3 separate regions of the Mus musculus genome follow, and regions 1 and 3 are each linked to region 2. The links are chromatin contacts, called in public Hi-C and HiChIP or PLAC-seq maps. All regions are on one chromosome and are shown on one strand. The core of a region is the stretch at or near the end of the contact, and the rest is flanking DNA. Distances in the headings are between cores, read along the strand shown.

What was found. Hi-C and Micro-C count contacts between places; a contact is called where the count stands out from the background. HiChIP or PLAC-seq counts read pairs in DNA pulled down with a chosen protein or histone mark.
Region 1: a contact with region 2 is called in an H3K4me3 HiChIP or PLAC-seq map of bone marrow-derived macrophages, with 5 times the contacts expected there. The contact joins two enhancer-like sites. A contact is called at or near these places in 1 of 15 datasets of contacts at CTCF or cohesin (CD8 T cells), 3 of 484 Hi-C or Micro-C datasets (CD8 T cells and bone marrow-derived macrophages), 2 of 115 datasets of contacts at active chromatin or transcription factors (bone marrow-derived macrophages and double positive thymocytes) and 3 of 9 other capture datasets (adipose tissue, liver and pancreatic islet).
Region 3: a contact with region 2 is called in a Hi-C map of bone marrow-derived macrophages, with 49 read pairs. The contact joins two enhancer-like sites. A contact is called at or near these places in 1 of 15 datasets of contacts at CTCF or cohesin (CD8 T cells), 18 of 484 Hi-C or Micro-C datasets (the BV-2 cell line, CD4 T cells, CD8 T cells and 10 more), 6 of 115 datasets of contacts at active chromatin or transcription factors (CD8 T cells, the SCID.adh cell line, Th17 cells and 2 more) and 3 of 9 other capture datasets (adipose tissue, liver and pancreatic islet).

The regions. Positions count from the first base shown.
Region 1 is chr12:73,654,683-73,658,503 of GRCm38.p6, forward strand. The region is part of intron 2 of Prkch (protein kinase C, eta); the gene reads left to right. Among named protein-coding and RNA genes, the nearest start is that of Prkch, 72 kb to the left of the region's middle. Within about 2 kb of position 2,344, at least 40 of the 459 cell types and tissues checked have an H3K27ac peak or open chromatin away from gene starts, as enhancers often do. A contact at or near this core is called in CD8 T cells, bone marrow-derived macrophages and double positive thymocytes, where this site is marked.
Region 2 is chr12:73,563,605-73,567,761 of GRCm38.p6, forward strand. No RefSeq gene overlaps it. Among named protein-coding and RNA genes, the nearest start is that of 2210039B01Rik, 17 kb to the left of the region's middle. Within about 2 kb of position 1,832, at least 46 of the 459 cell types and tissues checked have an H3K27ac peak or open chromatin away from gene starts, as enhancers often do. A contact at or near this core is called in CD8 T cells, the SCID.adh cell line, Th1 cells and 6 more, where this site is marked.
Region 3 is chr12:73,631,039-73,635,020 of GRCm38.p6, forward strand. All of the region lies in intron 1 of Prkch (protein kinase C, eta), which reads left to right. Among named protein-coding and RNA genes, the nearest start is that of Prkch, 48 kb to the left of the region's middle. Within about 2 kb of position 1,818, at least 47 of the 459 cell types and tissues checked have an H3K27ac peak or open chromatin away from gene starts, as enhancers often do. A contact at or near this core is called in CD8 T cells, the SCID.adh cell line, Th1 cells and 5 more, where this site is marked.

The DNA.
Region 1 (3,821 bases), core at 1,094-3,593, 92 kb after region 2:
ATACTCCAGGCTGGCGTGAGAATGTTTGATAGTGAAGATTGAACAAAGAACGCAGCATAAAAGACTTTATAAAGCAGTGTTTGCATTGAGGTGTAAAAGTGATATCTTCATTAAGATAGATTCAGAAAAGCTCTAGAAACCATTGCTTTGTGGAAAGTCACTAGCCCAGGCCTGGGACAGAAACAGCTTATGATTGAGAAAGGTCAGGAGCAGAACTCCCAAGTGCTGAGGCAGGGACATGGCTGGCCCATGGTTATTTTGAAAAGACTGTTTTATGTCATTCTGCTCCTCTTTGACCAAGTATTCCTGGGGTCCATGGTCTAATCCAGTTGGGATTTATGACAGCGGTGAAACAGACCTGGATCTTAATAGACTTAGACACTGGCATTGTGGCTACTTTAGTTGTTATCACTGTGTTGGGCTGAGTCTCACTCAGAGACAAGGAAAAAAAAAGTTGAAGGGTCAGAAAGGTATCAAATTAAAAGCATACTCACTTGATTTGGAAGGGAACCAACAGAAATAAAGTATGATATCCTTTCACTTGAGAACAAGTCAAGCAGATGTTGCTATATTATAATGTTATTGGAAAATACAGAGTGATGTCACACGATTTGGAGAGAATGTGGATTTGTCTGACTCACGGTTCCTCAAGCTCAGGTGTTTGGCCCATAGCATGAACATTTCACTCGGCATGTCACCTAATGGAAGCCCAGTGAGGAGGGAGGCTTGTCTGCATCTAGCCAGGCTTCCAGAGCCAACCATGGGGATCAGAGGATGGGAGAATATCTCAAATGCCACCAGGTAATGCCATCAGCAAAATCCATAGGGGAGACGTTTTATAGGAAGAGAGGTTTGAATCCTTTGACCGATTTGAAGGAAAAGAAGAGCCAAGAAAATAGACATTTTAACCAGGTATAAGGTATAGATCATTCTTATAGGTGGTGATTATATGGAATTGTAACATTATTTAGGTGTGATTGTGGCTGTTTAAGATAAAGTGAGCATCTATTTACCAACAAAATGATATAACATCTGTGCTTTATGGATAGGGTTAACCATGAATTGGTTGGCCGAATGATTGATTTTTGTGTGAGTGTGTGTGTGTGTGTGTGTGTGAGTGTGAGTGTGTGTGTGCATGTGTATGTGTGTTTCTGTGTGTGTTTGTGTGTGTGTGTGTGTGTGTGTGTTGTCTTCTGGAGACATTCTGTCTTTACAAAGAACTATTATTATTATTATTTCTTCTTATTGACTTGATTAGCTCAGAAAACTCTCTTAACAAGGAACTTCACAACCACAGAATGTTATGTAAGTGTTAGGAGCTGATCCACCCATCACTCATGATGTATGAGAGCTTCCTGACAGAAAGGAATTATCTTCCTCACTCTGTCCTACCTGCAGCTTTTGACTCACAACTTACGTGGGCATATTAAAAAATCTTTCTTGAGTCCTTTAGACATTTAAAATTTTAATATACCTCCTTAGAATACATAAAATCGAGAATTAAGAATAAAATAGCCTCCCCCAAAATACCATTCCCTAGCTTCAATTTTTAAAGCAAGAATAGTACATGTATTCAGAGTTACAGCATGATCTTGGTGTCATAAAAGCAACTCAGATTCTGGCTTTTTGTTTAAAAGATAAATACTTTCTTTTTTTTCATTTCATTTTTCTTTTAGCTTTCTTATTAAAGACAACACCAAGAACATGCAAAATCAGACAAGGCAGCCTAAGAAACCCATGTCCAACATATAATTATTATGTAAATTCAGTAGTCAATTCATGGAGACTGGGGAGTTGGCTCTGTTGATAAAGTGCTCATAGGTCACGATGAAGCCCTGAGTTCAGATCCCAGGCTCCAACCCACAAAGCCAGGTGTGGTGATGCACACACCAATCATCAGGAAGAGGTAGAAACAAGAACACGGGTGTTCACTGCATACGTATAGTCTCACTGAATTGGTGAGCTCTAGGTTTGGTGAGACTCTAACTCAAAAAAGAAAGCAATAAAGGAAGACACTCAACACTAACCTCTAAACTCTACGAGTGTATACACACACACACACACACACACACACACACACACTCGTTAGCTGTGAGTTTGAAGCTTGCTTAGGGAAACGGGTGGTGGGTGGTGGTTTTATCTTGAGTCGTGTGTCTCCGGGGCAATGCAGAGAAGACCCTGGGTGTTATTAACCTCTGCAGCAGGCAGCGAGTTAGAGTGCACGGTAAGGGTTTGACCTGTTTCTTTCTGCACGTTTGCCTCAGTGTTCCCCTCATGCTTCCTGTCTCAGACCACGGCTGCATGATTGTGAAGCTCGGCTCAGACCCTGCGGCCACGGCCACATGGACGGAGAAGCAGACGAGACGAGGCTGTTGCAAAACTGCAGCCCACAGTTTCACACTCTGGCTAATGCTTCTCGCACCTGCCATTTTAAAAAGAAAAGCAGTCACCTCTGCTGGCAGTTGATTTATGATGTTTCTTTGTCACCTTTGAAGCCCTGTGAGAATGTCTTGGCTTAGGTTTGTTTTTTTTTAATCAGCTTTAAAATTTATTCATCTTGTTTATTGCATTAGTCTTGGGAATGAGTGAATACTTTAGAATTCTTCCAAGCCTGAGCAATCCTTGTGATTGGCATTGGAAATGACTGGCAAGTGAAGACAGGGTAGAGGAACTAGGGAAGGAAGAGATGATACTTGCATCTCTTCTCCATGGCATCTAGCGTATTTGTGGAGCATCTTCTGGGGACCGGGAAGTGCCACACTCACATTAGAACACAGCTCTGCCTCATTCCTTCTGCTGTCAGGATGGCCTCTTAATCATGGAGTCCCTGCCATCCTGAACATTAGCCCATTTGCTTCCAACAAACTTGTGTGGCCAGTGTGGTTCTCAGTGTGCAAAAGGTGAGGCAGTCTGGGGACAGTGATTTCCTCTGACCCAATGTAAGATAAATGACAGAGCTGAACTCCAGTCAGAGCAAGTCCAAGATCTTTTCAGAATATCTATCTGTCCGGAACAGGGAAGCCTAGGTTGAGGGGTTCCATCTAATGGGCCATCTTGCTGCTTTGTAATAGGGTAGTGTTATCATACAAGGAGGTGGGAGACTTACTTAACAGCCTTGATAATGACAGTTGATTGAAAGACAGAGCTCCTGTTACCTTATTATTGAGCTCCCCATGCCAACACTTGCATCAAGGGTTACATTTTCCACATATGAGCTTCAGTGAGCACATCAACACCCCAGTACAGCATTCCTTAGTGTTCTTTCTCTACTCCACCCCGAGGAGAACTGACTTTGGTGGTGGCATAGGGCCACCTTCTGCAGAGTCTCCCATCTTGTGATACTTTTTTTGCAAGGTTTCTTATGGGCTCCTCCTTTGACATGAAGATCAGCACTCCCTTGGGGGCCTAATGAACATGCCATTTTGTGCCTGGAACAGCTTTTCTACCTTGGAAGAGTGACAGGCAAACTGTAGTAATGGAACTTGGCAATTTGTGAGATATTTTCCTAAAAAAAAATAAAAAGAAGAGTGGATTGAGTCAGTTACTTCAAAGAGACTATTGCAGATGTTTGGTGCCCGCCATCAAAACAAAACCTTTACACCACAATTAGGCTTTCAGAAAAAAATTTATCTCTGCCTTTTTTTCTGTGTGTGAATGTGTTGTTTATAGTAATTCAAAATCATGAATTTTTGAAATTGTGTAATGAAATATATCAACTTTTGGAAGAGTTACAGGACTCAGTAAACACATATTTTTCAAAATGACCAATACAAGATATTCCAATACCATAATCATGCTGAAATTGTTAGACTGACCAGTGT
Region 2 (4,157 bases), core at 582-3,081:
ACCTTCCAACTCAAATTCTTTGCTGTTCCTTCTCCTTCTCGCCCATCCACCCCTCCTTTATTTCTTTTTATTATTGATTTAATTTTTTGTTTGTTTGTTTTCTTCCCATCATGGAAACTCTCCCACGAGTCTGGTAGTCCTAGACGTTAATTCAAGATGTATCTTCAATTGTGTACAAGCAATCTGCTAGGCAACAAGTGACCTGCACTCTCCAAATACAGTCAGGGATAAACAAGAAGTAAAAACATCAGCATCATATCGTAGAGGTTTTTGTTGTCCAATATACCTATATTGTGAAGGAGAGTCAAATGGTATACTTAATTTTTTAAGAAATTATTTAAATTTTAAAATTAGTAATTTTTATTACTCTGGAAAATTTCATACATGTGTATAATGTATCATGGTCAGATCTTACCCCCTTTACTCTTTTTTTTTGTAGCCCTCCTAGAACAATATACTTTAAAATCAGTTCTCATTTGGGGCTCTCAATTCGTTTAGAGTCTGATTCAAGCTGTGTTAGAAGGATTAGATGAAAGTTCTGAGCAAGCCACCGAGCTGGGTGGCAAAGTTTAGAGTTCCGTTCTTGGGGAAGCAAGGCAAGCTGCCCCTCAGGGCCGGCCTGGGCAGACTGTGCAGCTTTCCCACCTTTTCTCGAGGTTGCTGTGGCTCCTCTCACTTGTGTCCCAGGTTAAGTGGCCTGTTTGAGCAATGGAAAATCTCTTTTGACCCCAGGATTGAGCTGTGGAAGGGCCAAGTCGCAGGCTGCCGCCTCAGAGTCAGCAGAGATAAGCTTCATTAAATCGCGCAGTCACCCCTCCCTCCCCACGTCTCAAGGGGCTGCAAGGACCATGGCAGCAATAATTACCGTCTGTATAGAAGACGGGCCACATTTTAATCTTACAAAAAAAAAAAAAAAAACAAAAAAACAAAAAAACAAGATAAGGCTTCTATTGAACTCTTTAACTTAATTATACCTTTAAAAATGAAATGAACATTCTGTTTTATCCAAGGTATTTAGAATGATTTTTTTGATTTAAAAAAATGTACAAATGTTTGGAAATCCTTGTTTGGAAATACTTCAACCTAAAATGCTCCACAGAGACACTCTGGGTGGAGGTAATCTGCCGCCCAGTTTGGCAGTGAGTTTGGAAGAGATAAAATTATTATTTACAAAAACAGTTAACTGAACAACTTTGAAATGTGTTAGATTTTACTTGTATCAGTTTTATTTTTTCTTCCTCTTTCTTTTTATGACTTGTGACCATTAGATGGCGCTATGCATTTCTAAATATGAAAAGTGCTGGAAATTCTAGTCCGTCCAGGAGTCACGGTCGTTATTCTATTCATATATAGTTAAAATATTCATGCTATTATTTCAATGAATATATAAACAACTTAATATAAAATTTCCAGTATTGCATGGCATATTGAACGGAAATCCAGATCAAATTCACAGTCTCAAATGAGGTTCCCTTGTGTGGAAAAATCTCCCTTGCAGCGCCTCTCCAAGCCTCACGGGACATTGTCACTTTCCCTCCCCTACTGAGCCTCGTACTTACACATTTTTACAGAGGCTTATAGTTTGTGATAATTTAACCAAATCTTGCCCTCCTGAGGTTTATCGCCATTCAAAGCATCTACATGCAAAGAGGGTCCAAATTCGTTTATCAACGATCTGAGGCGAAGGAAACGAGAACTGGTTGGTTTTAGCCGCAGAGGTCTTTTTGTTACCCTCACCAGTATTCAGTTAATGGAAGCTGCTGTACTGAGGCTTCCCTTAGACTTCATCCCCTAGGTACAGCGGCCAGATGATGCCGGCAGTCTTCCTGTCCGTCTCCTCTCCAGCCTTCACTCCAGAGCTCTGCACCGAGGAAAGACCTCTCCTTCCACAGCTCTCTCAGCAGCCTCCCCTGCAGCCTGGATGGCATAACCGCTTCGGTGTTGATGTTTCCCACTGTATCTTCAGTTGGAGTGTTGGCGTCTTCCACTTGAAAGTCCCTGGGTATTTTGAAAGTTAAATCATCTGAAATGAGTCTCTCTGCGCCTAAGGCCGGCTCACGCTCCCCTCTCTTGGGGAGTGAGAGCCCGTGTTTAACACGCAGCCGCCTTAGGTAAGAGCTGAGAGGTAAGGAGGACCTTCTGTTCCCACCACAGTATACACAATGCCAGGTCTGCCACCCCACTGCCCATCTGCTCTCCAGTGCCCCAGTTGTTGGCATTCGCTCTGTGCTATCGGGCCACGGATTAGGTCACTCGGATAATGATTGGTCAAACATCTGCTAGATTTTGGTCTCACGACCCCACTACAACTATAGCCAGTGTGATCCTGGTATAATGTATGTATAATGTGTGTCTTGTGTCTGGCACCTGATGAGAATTCCCGATGGCCTCTTACCTTCCTGAAGACAGATCTAACCTCCTTACCCATAAGACCCTGGGCCAGCCTTCACCTCTGGCCCCGTCTCTTCTGCCTCTACAATCTGTTGTAGGATACGCCTTTCAGTGCTCTCTGGCAGTTTGCTCTCTCTTCAGCCTCTGCACCTATCTATTGGTTGTCAATTCCTACCTCTCCCATCCTCCATTTCCTATAGGGGAAGGATCCTCACACAGCCGTCTCTACTTAGGGTGGGTTCTCAGAAGCACTTGGGACCCATCTCACACTGGATCGCAACCCTTGTAAGTCTGTTTATTCTTCTGACTAGAATCATATATCTATCCTACCTGTCTCTACCAGTCCAGCCTAGTATTATGTATACAGTTGGTGCTCAATAAATACTTGTTGCATGCCTGAAGACCTACCTAAACTGTCACTAGCCCATAGTCTCCATTCTACTCACTAAATGCATTTTATATTATATTTTGGTTTACATTTGTGGTTCTGAGAACACAGGGTCTTACACGCACTAGTCAAGTGTCCTACCACTGAGCTACACTCCCAGTTCCTTACTCACTCCTTATAAGCCAGGTTAGTTGTCTTGGCTGATGCAGAGATGACCCCACATCTGTGGCAGCTGTGGCACTTTCTATGGACCCAATGAGAACATGAAACTTCTGTGGACAACCTGTGAGCCCTTCCCTTGGGCTGTGCACTGCCTCTGGGAGGGGACTGCGTCCTCCCTCAGCTGCACCCCGCTGCTGTTCACAGAACAATTTTCCCATTTCTAAGAATCATGCAGCAAATTGAGGTTAAGGCAAGTTTTCACTTGATTCGAAGGTTTAAGTCTTGTTTTGGTGTTCTGGCCCAAATCTTTCATTTCAGTACTTAAAAAAAACTTATTTAAAATTGAAGGGTTTGAAAACTTCAAACATTTATTCAGAGAAAAAACCAACTACCCTATCACTGGAGAGTGTCAAGGCCTGTCTTTGGAGGCATTTGCTCGACTTTCAGGTAGGCACACAGGCCTCCTTAAAAAACTCCAAGTGCTTGAATCCATTCTTCTATAACAAGCATAAAAACTTCAGCGTGCAAGGACATGCTTTATAAAGCAATTTGTATACATCAACTCATTCTACAAGAGAGCCCCTTGGAGCTGGTGCTATCAACTGACACTCCCAGTGTAGAGACAAGAAAATCAAGATACAAAGACATTTTCCTTCCTTCCTTCCTTCCTTCCTTCCTTCCTTCCTTCCTTCCTTCCTTCCTTCCTTCCTCCCTCCCTCCCTCCCTCCCTCCCTCCTTTCTTCCTTTCTTTCTTCCTTCCTTCCTTTCTTTCTTTCTTTCTTTCTTTCTTTCTTTCTTTCTTTCTTTCTTTCTTTCCTTCAGGTTTATTTATTTATTATATGTAAGTACACTGTAGTTGTCTTCAGACACACCCTGTTGTTGTCTTCAACAACAACAAGAAGAGGGCATCCGATCTCATTACAGATGGTTGTGAGCCACCATGTGGTTGTTGAGATTTGAACTCAGAACCTTCAGAAGAGCAGTCAGTGCTCTTAACTGCTGAGCCATCTTTCCAGCCCCACAAAGACATTTCTTAACTTATCCAGCAATGAGGGGAGCTCGACTTGGGCCAGGCAGTCAGCCACTAAATCCTGTGTCCCATCTGCAGCACAGAGAGCATGAGAGCACCACGCTCTTCCTTGTTCTGATGGAGAGAAGCTATGGTCTCATTTATAAAACCCTGTAGACATGTTTCAGTAGATCACTTGCTATCTGT
Region 3 (3,982 bases), core at 568-3,067, 67 kb after region 2:
CACTCTGTATTTGCTGATGGGTACTTACTGCCCAGGTGGTAGTGTTGAGCAGATGTCCATTCATGGACACGTTTATCCATTATCCTGAAGACGTTCTGAACTGAATCTGATACGTGACCTTGGGAGACGTGGATCACACAGCCTGCCAGGTCTGCCGGGCCCCACGTTTCCAGGCTGTGCAGATCAGCTTTGCCTTCATCATGCCCTGGGGAAAACCCCTGGTGTGGCATGTTGGGATGTTTCTGAACAGGGGTGTAACCACCCTCGGTGTAAGGTGTGTGGAGACACAGCAAGGCATGACTGTCAGCTGCAGGGTCTGTTACACAGGTGGGTGGGTCTCACCTCGAGCTCTGACTCTGTTGCAGGAGGTGCCAACCATGATGCTGTTGGCCCTGAAAGCGTACACTGAGAACCACGGCACTAGAAACACCTTCCTTGACTGAAGGGCCTTAGAATTATTTCTTCTGAGAAATGGGCGTGGTGTCGGCATGATTGGCGTTAATTGTGTTGCTAACTCCGGTTTCCCCCCTCCCTTTGCTTCAGAACTCAGAATTCACATCTGTGGCTCAGGTTTAACACAGCTTACACTGTTCGTGTTTTAACTCGTTCTCCTGTTTCATTACCCCCATTCTGATTTCCACATGTTTATTGTAATTTTATCACATATACTCCTGGATGTTGAGTCTATTTTGTGGAATTTAGTGGTTATTAGGAAATATTACTTCTGACAGCATCCTTTCCCAGAGCATTTGGGTTTTACCTTAACACTAAACTCTTGAATGTTTTGTATTGCTGGATTAACTACGGGCAGCGGTTTCCTCTGAAGTGTTGGTTTATTAATAGCAAGCAGTTAGCGAAAGAATGGAGAAGAAAAAATTGTGACTAGAACTTATTTTAAAAAGTCACAGAGATCATAGCAGAAAAACCTATTTCTCCATATATAGCATTATATATTTTTCTATATATATTTTTCTCTCTCCTCCCTCCCCAATTAAAAATTGTCTAAGATTTGAAGTGTTTCGAATGCTAACATGATTCCACAAGTTGAAAAGATTCTACCTGGTTTCATGTGATGGGCTGTAGTTGAAATACAGGTGTGCTCAAAATTTTGTACAAAATTATCCCAGGCTCTGTTTCAAGGTATGCCTGGAACATGTATGTTTAGACTTGGGTCCCAGACCTAAAACATCTCATTAAGTATATTAAGTATATTAAATATTCCAATATCTAAAAACCTCTCCTGGCATTTAAAATACTTTTGGTCCTCAGCCTTTCTGAGTGGAGATATTTGACCTGAATATTTCCCTGAACAGACAGTCCTATATATACAAGGAACCATCTTTGGCTGTTGGTGGAGAGAGGGGCAGGGTGGTGATAACATGAAGAAGAAACTACCCACAGTGGTTGCCAGACTCCGTAGGCATGGGAGTCAGCTGAGGAGTTTGTCAACTGGGATGCTGGTTTCTGAGGCTTGATGTGGGGGTGGGATGGGGAGTGGGGTGAGGGGTGGAGGGAGTCCTCATCCTTAATCGCTCCTGGGAGAATCTGGAGGAGGGGCGCTGGTTTGGGCAAAGTTTGGCAGTCCTTAATCCCTAAGTGTTGGGGACAAGAATAAAAGGCCCAGGCTGTGTTGGAAACTTTCTTGTTTAGAGTTTTCCACCGAGTTTGCAGAAATCAAATAGTGTCATGTGCATGGTGGTGTTATTCATATTACTCAGCCTTAGCTGCAAAACGTTACTCCCGATGTTAGATATCCCTTGGCGGTTTGTAGCTGTGCTTTTGACTCCCCATGTCCCTTGGCCACCCCTCTCCCATCCTCCTCCTTCACATTGCCTCCTCCCCCTCCTCTGTGTCTTGCCCTTTCTTCTGCTTTCAGCTTAGGGAGGGGACTTCGCCAGTCTTGTCTGAGAACAATTCTGAGAAGGAAGTTATTTTGAAAAATGTGTTGGGTTCTCCCTGAGGCCGTCCCTCCTCAGGACTGTGAAGTAGCTAGCAGTTCCCGTGACCTTTGCACCTTTGCTCAGCCTGGGGTGCTGACACCTGGCCAGCTGTGGGAAGTTGGGCAGGAGCAGGAGCTGTGTGCCCTGCAGTCTGGGAAGGTCCGGTTTCCCTTTGCATGGCTGTCTCTGGCTTTCTTTTCACCCACCTGGTGATGGAGCCAGACTGAAGGAACATCTGTAGTAATTGATAAGAGACTGAGAGTATGAGATTACATCCCTCTGAGATTTACTTGGGTTTAGAACTCCTCGAGGCCAGTTTTCCTTTAAAAGTCACATCTCTTGCATAAATGCACATTTTAAAAGAGATGTGGAATTACAGAGGTCACACAGAGTTCCATACCCTCCAACTCTTTCCTCGAGGACTAGTGTCCTGTGTGGCGTGCCTCACAGTCAATGAACCATTAATGGCACTTGTGCTAATTAAATTCCATGGTTTCTCTGCCTTCTTATATTTTACTTTAATGTCTTATTTCTGGGTCAGAATCCCCCTAGTAACTGAGAGTTACTACAGTTTCTCAGACTTTCCTTGGTTTGGGTGTGCTTCCCAACTTAGGAAATACTAGCCAGGCGTTTTGTACAGTGACTTGATTTGGTTTGTCTGGTGTTTCTCTTGGATCTAGAGTTTGGGAAGGAAGACTGAAGGTGCTGAGTGACAGATCTGATGGCATTAGTGTGTGCTAGTTAATGTATTGCCCTGTATATACATACATACACACACATGGTGAATGAACACAGGTCGTCACTGATGGGAGTCTTGCTCCCCTGGCTGAGGTTTGTCAGACATTTCTTATAGTTAACCCCTCCCATCTATATTGTAGTCTTCGAAAGGAAGCCGCTATGCTCAGCCCACACTTAGGCTGTGGAAACTATGTTTCACTTCCTTGAGGGGGTGTTCAGAAATAAGTTATTTAGAATTCTAATCTTGTGCCCTTATTTATTCAGTCAGCATTTGTGTGTGTGTATTTGTGTGCATATATGTGTATGTGCATGTGTGAGTGTGCTGTCACCTGTGAGTACAAGCATGAGTGTGCATGTGGATACACATGCATGTGGAACCTAGAGACCGGTGTACCATGTCTTCCTCCATCCACCTTGTATATTGAGGCAGATCTCTCCTTAAGGCCTGAGTTCACCAGTTCATATAGTTCTACTGAGCTAGCTGGTTCCAGGGGATCCCCTTGTCTCTGGCTCTTGAATGCTGGGGTTACAGGTGTGCTTCATGCCCACCAGGCATTTTTGTGGGTGCTAGGGATCTGAACTCCAGTCTTCATGCTTGGCAGGCCATCTCTCAAGCCCCTATTCAGCCATTTGTACCATTATAGACTTTTAGTTTTACACGTTGCCAGTGTTGACCTGGGGAGCTTTCCCAGTCAGCTTCCTTGACTCTCAGTGACATGCCTGTCCTCACTGTGGGAGTGTAGTTTGTTTTTTTAAGCACTTGTTTATTTTCTCTGCTTCCATCTTTGTGTAGGTGCTGGTGATGAAGTCAGGTTATCAGGTTCAAGTTGACATTGATATTTTTGATCCATCTTAATCATCTATTTCTTCAAGGAACCTTAGTTTTTTTGTTTTTTGTTTTATTGGAGAATGGTGTTCAAAGCCAAGTTAGGTCCACAGGTAGTGGTGGCACACACCTTTAATTCAAGCACTCGGGAGGCAGAAGCAGGTAGAGCTCTGTGAGTTCGAGACCAGCCTAGTCTACAGAGTTAGTTCTAGGACAGCTGGGGCTACACAGAGAAGCCCTGTCTCAAAACAAACCAACCAACCAGAGAGAGAGAGAGAGAGAGAGAGAGAGAGAGAGAGAGAGAGGAAGGAAGGAAGAGAGAATGAAAGAAAGGAAGAAAGAAAGAAAGAGGAAGAAAGAAAGAAAGAAAGAAAGAAAGAAAGAAAAAAAGGAAGAAAGAAAGAAAGAAAGAGAGAGAGAGAGAGAAAGAGAGGGAGGAAGGAAGGAAGGAAGGAAGGAAGGAAGGAAGGAAGAAGGA